Regions from separate parts of the Hordeum vulgare genome. Here region 1 is linked to region 2. The links are chromatin contacts, called in public Hi-C maps. All regions are on one chromosome and are shown on one strand. The core of a region is the stretch at or near the end of the contact, and the rest is flanking DNA. Distances in the headings are between cores, read along the strand shown.

Region 1 (7,317 bases), core at 2,431-4,930, 210 kb before region 2:
TAACCATTGATAATTTTAGTTAATGATTCCTGATTTTATCTCTCTATGGTTGGCCATCCGCACAGTAACATGCAACTACTAGGATAAATTGAATTTTAAACTTCCATTTTTTACCAATTGATATTTAAAAGGTAGCACTAATTGGAAATTAGAATATTAACAATGAGCTTAAGTCGTGTTATGAGCCAGAACTTGCTTTGTTTGCTAGGCTTGCTCAATAATTTTATCTTTGTTCATTATTATTGCATGCATTAAATATTCATCATATATCATATCTCCATGTGCGATGTCTTGTGACCCATTAGGTGACCTCAATTGTTCCGGGATCATGGCTTCAAGCATCGCCACCGCCTAGCTAGAGGCGATCATCATCCAATTCGTCAAATGACCTCAAACATTTTATGTTTATTTTTTAATCTGTGGCAATGCACGGGCATTCGACTAGTACGGTTAGTACGCAAATTGCATTGTCATTAATACTTAAATCACTTACACGGAAATGTCCTTTCATAAGTGTGACAAACCTATTTTGTTCGCAACATAATTGTTTCTGTTCGGTTCTAGGTGGGACAGGAGTAAAAATACATGAAAATGAAAGCCACTAAGCACCCCAAAGACAAAAAATATTGTGTTTTCTCCGTCGAGAAATATAAGTCAAGTTTTACTTTAAACAATTTGCAAGGCATAACTTTGACTACAATTTTTACTTGTGATATGTTTAGAAATAATAAAAAGGTATATTATACATAAAGATGGCATTGCAAGAAAAATACAGTAATGTTATTTTAGTATGTTTTTTATTTGTGAAAGTGTCAAAGGTCATATATTAAAGTCAATCAACCTTTGCAAAGACATCCTCATGAAAATTAAAATTACACGTTGGTCCTAGGGAAATCAAAGATGTCTTCCTCTTGCACTCCCCGACGACACTCTGTGGGCGAAGCTCGGAACCACAGCGGGACCTCAGAAACACTAGTGGAGTCTGTGAATCTTTGTCTTCTATGTTTGATCCTATGTACTAGAGATGATACCCCTCGTTATTGCAAGAATTGGATGAAATTATTTCTATGAGATTTGGCAATATGATTACTAAAACTAAAGTACATATAATTTATTATATTTGATTATTATATAGTTGCAGAATGTTAATTGAATATGTGTACAATGCATGATGCATGTCAAGACAGGTTTTCTTTTATGCGTGACGGAATGGTGAGTTGGCATAGTAGCATGTTAATAGAAATGAGTTTGTGATTATCAACTATTTAGATATGTAGGATTATTGATGAAAGTTTAAAAAATATTATTGCACATATGATTATGTTCTTGTATTTCTGGCTAAAGAGAGCACGAACTGGGGAAAAAAAACTCACTTCGTCCCAATGTAATGCATAATTTTTTTTCTTCGCAAAAGTCAAATTTTACAAACTTTGACCAAGTTTATATATAAAAATATACGCCCGCTACAAAACATTTGTCACGGTATTAGTTAATTTGAACTAAAACCACGGCAACATGTTTTGGAACGGAGGTAGTATATGTATATAAGCAATACAAAATATGTATTGTACTAAAACACATTTCATAATGAATCAAATGATATTGATTTAGTATTCGAGAAGGGCTAAACTTTTATGTATATTTCATCAAAATTTATAAGGTTTAACTTCAATTATATAATACACATTATATTTTGAAACGAATGGAGTACATGGTTTGTGCGTGTAGAGGAAAGGCCATATGTGTGCAAGAAAGTGTGCCCTGCCTATATGCATATCCTGCATGCCTGGATTCAAATTCATGGTAGTATTATCTGGTTGTTTTTCCAAAAGGGATGCATAATTAACTGCTTGTTAGTCCTTAATTAACGCAAGACATGCCATATACTCACACAATTACATTGCGCGGCGTGGTAAATAACATTTTGAGTATCCAATACGCGCAGCTCTAGCAGCGATCACTCGGAGCTTGGAGGCCCCGGAGGGAAGCCAGCCGAGCCACCATGGCCCCCCGTGAACCCTTGCCCTTCCTCGCCGAAGCTCCCGGCACCTTGATCCACGTCCGCCCCGCCTTGCTGCCACGCTGGTTCCCACGCCGGAACATGCCAGGCCGGCATCATCGGTGCAGCCGGCTGCCCCATCGGCGGATAGTAGTACGGTAGCCCGGCGGCGGGGCCCCCACCGGCCGCACCAACCCCTCCGGCGACAAACCCGAGGGCTGCGCTGCCGGGCTCCTCCTTGGCCTCCTCGCGCGGCACAATGTCGACGAGGAAGTCGAAGACGTCGGTGCGCGCGATGGCAGCTGCGACATCGTTGCGCTGCAGTGTGCGGCGCTTGTTCTCCTCGGCGTGCAGCCAGGAGCGGATGGTGAGCTCGAGGATGAAGAGCTCGCACGCCTTGGCGAAGAGCACGGGCGCCTCCGCGGAGATCATACGCACGTCCTCGTCGGCCTTCATGATCTTCTTGATCCGTGCCAGCGGCAGCTGGTGGTTCTTGAAGTCGGACGCCGACGCGCGCTCCGCCTCCTGCCGCTGGTACGCCCAGAACGCCTGCAGCTGGGCCTGCTGCTGCTGGAGCAGGTGGTGGTGTGGCACCGGCGGCGGCCCAGGCACGCCCGGCACCGGGGCTCCGGATGCACCGGTTGCCGGGGGCTGGGTGGTGTAGGGCAGCTGGTGGTTCTCCATTGCTATCTAGCTTGCGATCTGCAAGCTAGGGCGATGTATAGCTGCATGGAGAAAATCAAGACGGTTGTTAGAACTTAGAAATGAATGATCTGTGCACCACCCCGTAACCGGAAGTAACAATGGCTACCTAGTTCAAACTATAGGCTTGCAAAGCCTAAATGACGCGACGCTTGCAAAGAGATCGATCAAGATGTCAAAGAATGGCGAGAACCATCAGGTCCAGGGTATACAGTAGAGAAACAAGATGTTAGCCATTCAGAAGAGGATGAGGTGATCATGTGGGTAATCTTTCATTATAAAGTTTGGTACTATCTAGGATGTGGCGGATCAAGAGATGAGGAAGCGAGACTAGCCATAGGTGGCGAAGTGCAAACAAGGGGGCCTACTTATCCCTTGCTTATCGTGCACATGCATATTTCTGCTAGCCTGATCGGGATCGACGCAGCGTTAAGATCTTACTATCAAAGTAATAAACCTGCATGCAGCTAAAACATGAAGGCTGGAGAAGTGATGGATCAAAACAAAGAGCAGAACTACATCGATCGATCATCGATTGTCTACTAGCCAAAAGCCAAAACGATAACGAGGAGAAGAAGATCAGCTCCGGTTTCATTCAGGCTGGAAGAGAAAGAAGCAGTACTGAGTACAGTTACAGGCGCAAGCTCTGCATGTCTGCATGCGTGAGACGGTAAAGATGGCGAACGACTAGAAACTTAAGGTGGAACAATCATAGAACACCAGACCTGGGCTTTGTAGATCAGACGAACCCCCTCTGTGAACTTGATCTCTTACTGCTTCAGTTAGCAAGGGGAGGGAAGGCGAGCATGAGCGGCTCCTGCTGCTCGGCGCAAGCGCGTCGGATGCTTCAGCACACACGGTGATCAGAAGCAGCAGGACACGCCCTCGCGGCCATTGCCGAGCTAGAGAGAGGGCTGAATAAAAATGGCCAGCTCTCGGTCCAACGAAGCTGAAAAAGATCACGCGGTAGACGGACACGACCTGGGATCCGGGATATCTGAAGCACGCGCGTCATTTTCGTCTGCTTGGAAGCTAGCTAGCCGAAAGGTATTATCCGGTGCTGTTATGCAGTTTACGGTGAAACACTAAGTATGTCAGTCTGTATTCTGAATATTATGCAGCAAAAATAGCATGTACTGGTAAGGCTAAATTACAGCACCTAGATACATGTTGTGCACAGAATTAGGGCCAAAAATTGGGTCTGTGTCCTGTGAATTTTCTGTGAGTTGTGTACGTTCCTGACCATAGCTGATCAATGGATTTTTCTAAAAATAAAGTTTGTCAAGGGGCAAGCAAGGCCTTTCACATGCACTCTGCTGTGAAAACTTAGAAGGTACGTATATCTTGTTCTGATTTATTTTTGGCGTGTTACCTGAGGATAAGAAAAGATGGAGAGGATATCTGGGAGAGAGCAATTCGTGGCCAGGCTTTGTCTTTTCGGATATCGGCATTATCCATTGTGGAAGTTTTGTAGCCTCTCAAAACTGTTCACTCGGATTGGGGGCAATATCGGCTGGGTCGCCGTTCCCATCTGCTCAAATTGGCACGAGCTGGTCTCTAGGCACGAGCATGTCATGTGCACATCGGGGATCTTCAGTTAACGTAACCATGAGTGGCGTCAGAAATGTCTCAATGGTGACGGTGACGCCATGGGTGGTCTCATCAAATGGATCTTCTCAGGCTGTCACTGGTTCTCAGCCTGTGTCTGCAGCCAGGTCGAACATGTCTCTCCTCCGATAATTGGAGAACCATTTCTGGTTTAATTAATAGAACGAGGCAGTTTTGTAGATTTTATTCTTATCCTTCGATTGGGGAAAAGGAGGGAAAAGTTTACGACGCATGTAGGTGTGTGTCTTAGTTATCGCACATCTCTAACTGATCCAATCAAGCATAAAAAAGAAATCCACACAAATCTCCGTGTAAAATCAATGATATAGACTTAGATGAGCAATATTTATGACATATCTAGATGTGCTTTAGCAAAACAGAAAGAAGAAGTATGAATTCGGTTTTGAAAAATTGGATTTGTTGGCAACAGCTCCCACTCACTTCACACACGACTCAGCAGAAGATTAGGGTTTCCGTCTTTCTCGCCAACGCTGCCTCCGGTGGCCTTATGGGCCTTGGAGTTGCGGTGGACCACCCCTCCCCCCCCCCCCCCAACCGGGTTTAGCAGGAGGGATCATGTCCTTGCATTAGGTAGGTTTAGTGTCTTGGTCGAGGCAGCGATATCATATGTGTCTCCGGCAAATCTTCTTTGACCTAGTTGGCGATGGGCTTCCGTGGATATGCCTGGATCCGGCCAATGTTCGTCTTTGGCACACCCATTTGGATTCAGCCGACCCTCGTTTTCGATGCCCTTTTCGACCTACACTTTCCATCATCGATGGTGGTTGTTGTTCTAGCGCGTTGGTCCTTTGGGACCTTAACACAACAACTTTCTGTTTGTCTATTATAACAAGGTTTGTCTAACTCTGGTGAGGGAAAATGATGGTTGTGGTTGCCTTTGGCTCGCTCCAGTTCTTGTATTTGTCTCTAGATGGCCTGTTATAATTTTTGTTATTTTGGGGGATCTTTAATCTGCCATTGCAAATTATCAATAGACTCAAGACTTTTCAAAAAAGAAGAGCTCGTGTGATGTCACGAGGAAAATTACTTCGATGAGAGAATCGAGAATCCAACAAGTGACTCTACTATTCCATCAGATGACATATTTTATTCATTTGCATAATTTCTAATTTCTTACTTTTGTCAAAAAGGGGATATTTTCCTCCATAATTCTAATTTTGTTTAGGGTGGAATGTAGTGTGATGGTTCCATTCCCTTTGAATGAGACGATTTCAATCATAAGTCGAATTGGGGACAATTGGATACAATGAAATGGTTAAATCTCATATTAGTTTGGAACGATGGAATGGATAAGTTTCTTGTTCTCACCACTTTTAAATGAATGGTGAGATTAATGCCGGCGTCAAAACCGGCAAATCTCGGGTAGGGGGTCCCGAACAGTAGATCTAGAATCGATAGGTTGCAGGAAAGAGGGGGAGACATCGTTTATCCAGGTTCGGACCCTCTTGAGGAGCTAAAACCCTACGTCCTGCTTGATTATATTGATGTGGAACGATGCTTACGAAGTTGATCTACCTCGAGATCGAACGAGCTAAACCCTAGATGAGATAACCTGCCTCTACACGTAAGAGCCTCAAGTTTATAAAGACACTAGGGCCCCGAGGGTTACATGTTACCGACCTTAATCGGGGATATACGGGCCGAACTGGTCCTCCTATCTTGGAGTGCAGGCCTAGTCTTTGGAGCTTTCCATCTAGATTATGAAGTTGCCACATAACTCGGTCTTCAATGACACAGACCATGTGGTCGGCCCATCAGGGATAACCCGACTGCCCGAGGGCCACTTAATCTGGAACTCCCTCAGTAGCCCCCGAACTAGCCTTGAACACCAATGTGTATGGTCTTCGGCAGCGGGACACATAGACTAATCGGCTTGCACGACGAGTTCCTCCTGTATCCGGCCGATATCGGTTTAGTCGCTCCAATGACGTCGCGTTCTCAAAATGGGCATCATTAAATCTAAAGGATTTAAACGCCGTAGGTGAATAGTCCTTAGCTGACAATTCTTCTCACGAAAAGTTGTGATAGCAAATAATGAGAAAAACTCGAATCGCAGATCGAGGCCACTTTCCCCGAGGCACGTTCTATCAACAAAAGAGATTGTGTCCCGCATTTAAGGGGATTCAAATTAATGACCCGGGCCAACTCACGCACATTCAACGGTGCGGTCATTTCAGGAAGTAGCAATGTTGATGGCGCAATAAGCGGAAACCCTTGGCTCACGACCTCCCTTAAAAGGGGAAAAGATCCAAAGCCCACCACAAGCATTCCAAACCCTACTCCTTCTCCTGCCAAGCTCGAGTGCCCAAATCCATTCCATCTCCCACCCTTTCCAAACGCCCTTCGTTCCAAGCTGTGCAATGGCCGGCCCGGGCTCTAAGGGCAAATGGGAGATCTCATGTGTGTCTGAAGGGGACATCCACGAGCTGAAGCATTGTGGATATATTGCAGCCGGCATCGCCCACCGAGCACCGGAAAAGGGCCAGGTGGTACCTACGCCAAGGCCCGGTGAGCGGGTGGTGTCCGTCCCCCACTTCCTCCGGGGACTGGGCTTCCCGCTTCACCCCTTTGTCAGGGGTGTGATGTTTTATTATGGGTTAGACTTCCATGACCTTCCCCCGAATTCCATTATGCACGTCTCCATCTGCATCATCGTTTGCAAGGCCTTCCTGCCGGTTGATCCGCACTTTGGTCTTTGGCTCAAAGTTTTCAGCGTCAAGCAAAAGTCGGTCAGCAGCCAGCATGCCGACTGTGGCAGGGCTGTGATAAGCAAGATCTGCCGCGTGCCATGGCCTGAGGGCACACTGATCGACACCATCAAGGGCTGGCATAAGGAGTGGTTCTACATCATAGAGCCACAAGAAGCAAACTGGGCGATGCCCAACGAGTTCAAGTCCGGACCCCCGGTGAGGCTGACCTCATGGATCAAGAAGGGTCTCGACTGGGGCTCAACTTCGGATGTGAAGCTGGTGCAAAAATGCATCAAG
Region 2 (7,060 bases), core at 791-3,290:
TCGCCTTGTCTCCTCCTCATCGGCTCGTCGCCTCGCCGCTCATCGCTCGTCGCCTCGTACAGGTACAACCGCAGACTACATGGACAGACCCTTGTACAGACTCAAGACTACAAAGACTAGATACTATAAGCGCAAGAGACATGCCCCTATACAGACTACAAACTACTTCGTCGCTCTTCGCGTTGTTCGATTGATCTTCAAGTTTTTTTATTAATCGTTTTTATCTTTTGTTTCAACAATGCAGATTTGAGCAATATGAAGGTTACGAGAAATTTTTTGGTTTCTTATTTACTTCTGAAAGTTTGAAATCTTTTGGTGTTAATCTTGAGGCTGCCCTTATGAAGGATAAACAATCTGATGTTGATGACAATGATCTATTTGTTGAGTTGAAGTTTCTTCAAATTTCATGCCAAAAGAAAATATCGGACCCGTTAAAATTCTGAATTTTCTAAAGCATCATGATTGTTTTTCCAATGCATGTATTGTATATAGAGTTCTGCTGACCATTCCTGTGACAGTGGCATCGACAAAAATAAGTTTTTCTAAATTAAACCTATTGAAGTCCTATGTGCATGCTACTATGATACAACAAAGATTCAATGATTTGGCCATAATAGCACTTGAGAGTGATGTGTTGGAAAAGATTGATTACGAGGATATCACTGAAGATTTAATTTCAAAGAATAGTAAAAGAATGAAGATGTTCAAATAAATAGCAACCCGTAGTTGGATATGCATAACTTTTTTATATGCCAATTATTATGCAAGACATTATAATACATATGTTATAAAAAATTTCTACGATATATATACATTATAATTACTCGTTAGTTTTTTGTGAGATAGGATCCCAACTTTTAGTTTCGTATAGGGCCCCGGATTTTGCCGGCCCTGGTAAGCCCAAGACTGATTGTTCTTTTGCATAGAACGATGTTTCAAGCTGGTCTGTTACAAGCCCAAGTCTGATTGTTCTTTCGTATGTTATATGCTTCATAGCATAAGATAAATATAAAGATTAACCTTTGACGAGCGAGCGGAGTGAGACCCATCGTTGATAGGCTTGAACCAAAGCGAAGCATAACGAACTTTGCTATATCGAACAGGTTACAAATGTCGGGGATTTATAATTGTTCAGAATATCTCATTGTGACGGTTCATAAAGGATATATATATAACATAGGTGATCGAGCTTAATACTTCTTTGTGGATGCTTCGCCTAGCTTCGGTTCAAGCCTACCGATAATGGGCCTTACTTCGCTCGCTTGTTAGAAATTTGTCTTTATCCTTTATATTTAAATTTGAAAATAACATAACAATGAGCATATGGGAGTCACTAAGAGTATATGACCTACCTATTTCACCCGTTAAACACGTTTTAGTTTGTTTGTTGATTTATTTTAATTCATATGTAATTATATTAAAATGTTATGAAGAGATGAAGTACTTCCAAAAAAATAAAACCATCGTCTGTTTTTTTTTCTGAACATAGTATAAACGCAAACGCTTAAATACACGCGCATACACTCACCGTTATGAAAACGCACACACACCCTACTCATATGAGCACCTTCAAAAGACCAAGCTAACATATCATGTTGAGATTTACGAAGCCACCGTACGCGCCTCGTCATCGACGAGAAACGTCTCCTTTCACACGAGGACTTGAATCTCAATTAACTGAAAATATCATTATCCCTTTAACCATCAACTAACAAGGTTTGCAACCATCCTCCGCTCTTGAAAGAAAGAAGAGCGTTTACAGCCTCTTACCAGCTGCCTCTACGTGCCATCCTCCCTCACCGATCGGATATCAGGTCTGGACCGACACGACACGACACGTTGATCGACCCCACCTACCAGCCTCACACCCCTCCCTCCCTCCCCCTCGTCGAAATCCAGATCCTTCATCACGCTAAAAAAAAAATCCAGATCCTTCTGACAGCTACGAACTCTTCCAATCACAAACGCAAACTGGTTTCCGGAAAAGCAAAAAATCACAGCACAAAACCGCCCCCCCCCTCCCCTCTGACCTCTGGGCCCTGCGCGTATCGGTCCCTCCCCGCCCAGCCACGTCTCGGCATAATAGCACATGGTCGACAGGACCCGGCCTGTCTCATCCTCCTCTCGCCCCCTCCCTGCTCCGCACGACGCGAAACCGATCGGGGCCGCGCTGCTCGCCGCCCGCCCATCCCCGCCGGAGAGGAGGAGGAGGAGGAGGAGCCTTCGCCCGCCGCGGGCCTGCACGCCATGGCGCGCAGCGGAGGGGGCTGCTGCCCCTCGATGGATCTGATGCGGTCGGAGGCGATGCAGCTCCTGCAGGTCATTATCCCCACCGAGTCCGCGCACCTCGCCGTCTCCCACCTCGGCGATCTGGGCCTCATCCAGTTCAAAGACGTGAGTCCGCCGTCTCCTCCCGCCCTCGATTTTAGCTGTCTGGCTTGGTTTCGCCGGAGGATCTGGCCGGTGCCTGCCCCCGATGCGCCGATCTGAGCTGGTCGCTCCTCGCTAGGGTTCCGTGCTTGCGATTCCCTCGGAATTGGCAGTGGTTCACAGATGACATTGCGAATTTGGGAGCTAAGACTTTTTGTGCGGCGTAATTATTCGCTGTGTATTACTGCCTCTCTACCAAAATCTAAGACGTTTTTGTAGGCTAAACTAGTACGGAGGGAGTATATTGTTATACCACACGTAGCCATCGGAGTTGTGCTCTGCAGGTTTGCATTGCCGTGACCCGTGTTTGCTACTCCCTCCGTTCCTAAATATAAGACATTTTAGAAATCTCACTATAGACTGGATACAGAGCAAAATGAATGAATCTACATTTAAAATGTGACTACATTCATTTGTATGTAGTTCATAGTAAAATCTCTAAAATGTCTTATATTTAGGAACGGAGGGAGTAGGTAGCAGGGGTATGCTCTTTAATCGGGAATTCTCTGCCTTGCTCAAGTGCACATGATTATTAGATCATGGAACTCGCGCGTGCATTTTCTTGCTTGTGAACTGTTATATGTGCTATGTGCGGATTTTGTTTTTTGGCTGCTTCCCTGCTGTGAATCTGATGTTTATTTTTTCTTCTCCCAGCTCAACGCAGACAAAAGCCCGTTTCAACGCACCTACGCTGCACAGGTACATTGCTCGTTTATGAGAACACATTTATCTTAATTTATGTTTTCACCATCTGCTTAAAACCTTATCACAACAGTTTTATTGGTTTGCTTTAATTATACCCGCCTTGGCCGTCGTGCATGTATATAATATGGCCAAAAGACTATATATCTGTGTTTAGTGTGATAATTATCACCGTCTCTTTGCTGCTCTGACTTAACTCCTTGCAGATCAAAAGGTGTGCTGAAATGTCCCGCAAGTTGAGATTTTTTAAGGAACAGATGTCGAAAGCTGGAATACAAGTTCCTCCCATGCAATCAACCGAAACTCCTCTAGATTTTGATGACATGGAGGTATGATAATCAGTGAGATACCCCTTATCGTGTGCAACTTATAAATCTTAAAGTTGATCTTTCTAACACTTCCTGAGGAACAGGTAAAGCTTGGAGAGCTGGAAGCTGAACTAACTGAAGTAAATGCAAACGATGAAAAATTACAGCGAGCCCACAACGAGCTACTGGAGTACAGTACTGTTCTTCAAAAGGTATAGCTACTTAGCCTTGTAGTTATAGTAATTATTCTTGAACGCAAGTGCATATATTGCAGCATGTACGCATGCTGTATCAGTTGCACACATATTTGCTACTAGCAAAGTGCCTGTATGTCGCAATAGATACAAAATAGACTGATTCATGTTCACAAACTTGAATAAAAATCACCCTAGTTTTGGTAATATACATATATACACTAAAAATATGTTATGTTTTACGCAAAATTTATTCCTCTTATCTGTTTGGATGAAGCGGGCTAGGGATTGACCTTGTATAGACTTCAGGGGATTTCTGTAAATATGGAGCAGAGTGGCGGGGGCCTTTTTGCAAAATAAAACCACAGTTCACCTCGTACTCCTTCCGCAAAGAAATATAAGAGCATTTAGATCACTATAAAGTAGTGATCTAAATGACCCCTTATATTTCTTTAGAGGGAGTATGTGTTAGATACACATCGGAGGGTCAGAAATGATGGACGACACACACCATCATCACCGAGTCTTCTATAGGAGTAGAGATGTCTATCGTTACCTCAGTTTGAATTACTTCAAGATTTATGTTATGGGGTTAGACATTTCATAAATGTTTTAAGCTAATTACTTTTGATTTGTGTGTTAAGATAGTAAGGTCTCAAGACCAGTATTTGAATGGGCAGTAGTATCTTTTTTGCCATGCCGAGAAACAATGTTTGATATGTATCACATGGGAGGTTTGAGAGATAAACTGTTAGCTAAACCATATATGTGTGTGGATGTTGGGTGGGGTGTGGGTTGACAATACTGTCACGAACAGGAAAAATTGTATCCAACTTCCCGTTGTTGCATATATGGTACTGCTTCTCCTAAATTTCCTTTTAACTTTCAGGCTGGTGAGTTTTTCTATTCAGCTCAAAGAAGCGCTGCAGCACAACACAGGCAAATGGAAGCAAATCAGTCTGGTGAGACTTCCCTGGAGAGTCCTCTGTTGGAGCAGGTGAAAAAATTGTTTCAGAAACAGCATCCTGCCTTGCTCTGTTCTATTTTCTCTTCCTGATAATTTTTGTTGGTCAATTTATAGGATATGTTAACAGATGCATCGAAACAAGTGAAACTTGGCTCTTTGAGTGGTCTTGTGCCAAAGGAAAAGGCCATGGCTTTTGAACGTATCTTATTCCGTTCTACAAGGGGCAACATTTTGCTTAGACAAGAGTCTGTTGATGAACCTGTCACTGATCCGCAATCCGGAGAAAAGGTAGTTTTCTTGTTACTCATAAAAGTTATTATCCCTCCCCTTTGGGTGAGACTCCCTCTGTAAACTAATATTGGACGTTTTAGAGACTCTGTAAACTAATATAGGGCGTTTAGCAAGGTCTCTAAAACGTCATATATTACTGTACATAGGTAGTGCAACTTAATATGTTGACAGTATTTCCTTTGGGTATTATGGATTTAGTGTCCAGTGTTTCTTTAGTTCTGAAGTTACACTCATTATTATATTCGAAACACACTTATCTGACACCTTATGGCAATGCAGGTGTCCAAAAATACATTTGTCGTATTCTACTCTGGGGAGAGGGCAAAGGCCAAAATTCTGAAGATATGTGATGCTTTTCGTGCAAACCGTTACCCTTTTCCTGAAGACCTTGCTAAACAAACACATACTGTTCAGGAGGTCAGCAGTTGGCAATATTTATTTTCTGACATTCTTCATTTTTTTCGTGTTGTCTTAAATCCGTGAACCATGTGATGTAGCACTTCTAGTGAGGAAGTTAGTAGTTAAGAATGCTTTTGGGTATGAGATAATGTGCTTTGCCTGTGATATGAGCTTGTTTAACCTTCTGCTACTGCATTGATGTCGTTCCAATGCCAGATTTAAGAAAAATCTAATTAAATGACTATGCAGTATGTACATTGCTTTGCTCCTTATAATCTTTATTTTGTAGTTGGTGACTACTGGAAAATGATTTGATGTTGTTGCATCGTTTTTGACCATAAGGTGGATGTCATGAGGAGATCTTTGCCATGTATTCTTATGTGTTACACTGCTACTAACTCGAGCCTGTAACGTTATAACATGTACTGAAAATACCTGCAATCACGCAGGTAGCTGGAAAGATATCAGAGTTAAAGGCAACGATTGACATGGGATTAGCTCATCGTGACAGTATACTCAAAACTATTGCATCAGAGTTTGAGCATTGGAACCATCTGGTGAGCTTGTATTGCTTATTATCTCGGCATTTGATAAGCTCTACTTGAGTTCGAGTTCCATGTACTTTGGTTGTTACTGTAGATGGTGTGTGGTGGAGTTCTGGTTTTCATGGTTCCATCATTATTTGCTAATTGGCACTGAAATCTTTCAGGCAAAGAAGGAAAAATCAATTTACCACACTCTGAACATGTTGAGCGTTGATGTGACGAAGAAATGCTTAGTTGGTGAGGGCTGGAGTCCAGTTTTCGCAACTAATCAGGTAATAAAATTCGTCTCCTTAACCTGTGAGTCCTTATTATGTATTTGTGGCTGCTACCCTGATTCTATGGTTTCTGTCTGTGATCTGCATGATTTATGTTTTACCTTGTATATTTTGCAGGTTCAGGATGCACTTCAGCGTGCTACTCTTGAGAGCAAGTCCCAAGTTGGCTCGATTTTTCAGGTTCTTAACACAAAAGAGTCTCCTCCAACATATTTCCAGACAAACAAATTTACCTCAGCATTCCAGGAAATTGTCGACGCATATGGGTATGTTCTCAGAATTCAATCTTCTTTAATATTCTATACTTGATGTGCTATTTTATTAGTTTCTTTGTTATCCTTGTGGATTTGAGAAAATGCCTATTCCCTCTTCTTTGCTCTTCTATATGTGAAAACATGTCTCAAGCTAGTTGTCTCTCGTAGCCATAAACACTTCCCGTCTTCATTTTTTCTTCATGTGACTGTGTCTACCACTTTAAAACCACATGCATATTCATCAAAAGAATGTTAGCTACTTGTTTTCAAATGTGTATTACCTTGTAACGGTTTTGCAGCTTATCTGTTTGTGAAATCTCAGTAACACATTTCCGTTGAGCTAAACATTGCTTGTTTGATTAATGAATAAGGGGTGTTTGTGTTACTTGGGGTTCGAGTCAAAGTGTATGAATATGCAAGTGCTAACTTTGTATTTCGTTTGATACAGGGTAGCCAAGTATCAAGAAGCGAATCCTGGTGTATACACTATTATCACTTTTCCTTTCTTATTCGCTGTCATGTTTGGAGATTGGGGTCATGGAATCTGCATATTACTTGCAACACTCTATCTGATAATCCGAGAGAAGAAATTCGCTTCACAGGTTTGCTCCTCGTTTTCTACATTTTGCTAAACCTATCTGTGTCTGTATTACACTATTGCTGCAAGCCTACAGCCTGTTTAGACTTCCTCTCTT

The links. Hi-C and Micro-C count contacts between places; a contact is called where the count stands out from the background.
Region 1: a contact with region 2 is called in a Hi-C map of seedling, with 4 times the contacts expected there. The contact joins the promoter of LOC123449145 here to the promoter of LOC123449144 in region 2. A contact is called at or near these places in 3 of 6 Hi-C or Micro-C datasets (leaf and seedling).

The regions. Positions count from the first base shown.
Region 1 is chr4H:499,788,049-499,795,365 of MorexV3_pseudomolecules_assembly, reverse strand. It overlaps LOC123449145 (nuclear transcription factor Y subunit C-2-like), which reads right to left and starts at 3,680. Exons shown (of 2, transcript XM_045126246.1): 1 at 3,427-3,680; 2 at 1,788-2,724. The coding sequence starts at 2,683. The coding sequence ends at 1,958.
Region 2 is chr4H:499,577,097-499,584,156 of MorexV3_pseudomolecules_assembly, reverse strand. It overlaps LOC123449144 (V-type proton ATPase subunit a3-like), which reads left to right and starts at 2,040. Exons shown (of 18, transcript XM_045126245.1): 1 at 2,040-2,394; 2 at 3,085-3,129; 3 at 3,339-3,461; 4 at 3,545-3,652; 5 at 4,524-4,631; 6 at 4,716-4,889; 7 at 5,172-5,309; 8 at 5,741-5,848; 9 at 6,001-6,108; 10 at 6,229-6,377; 11 at 6,814-6,967. The coding sequence starts at 2,248.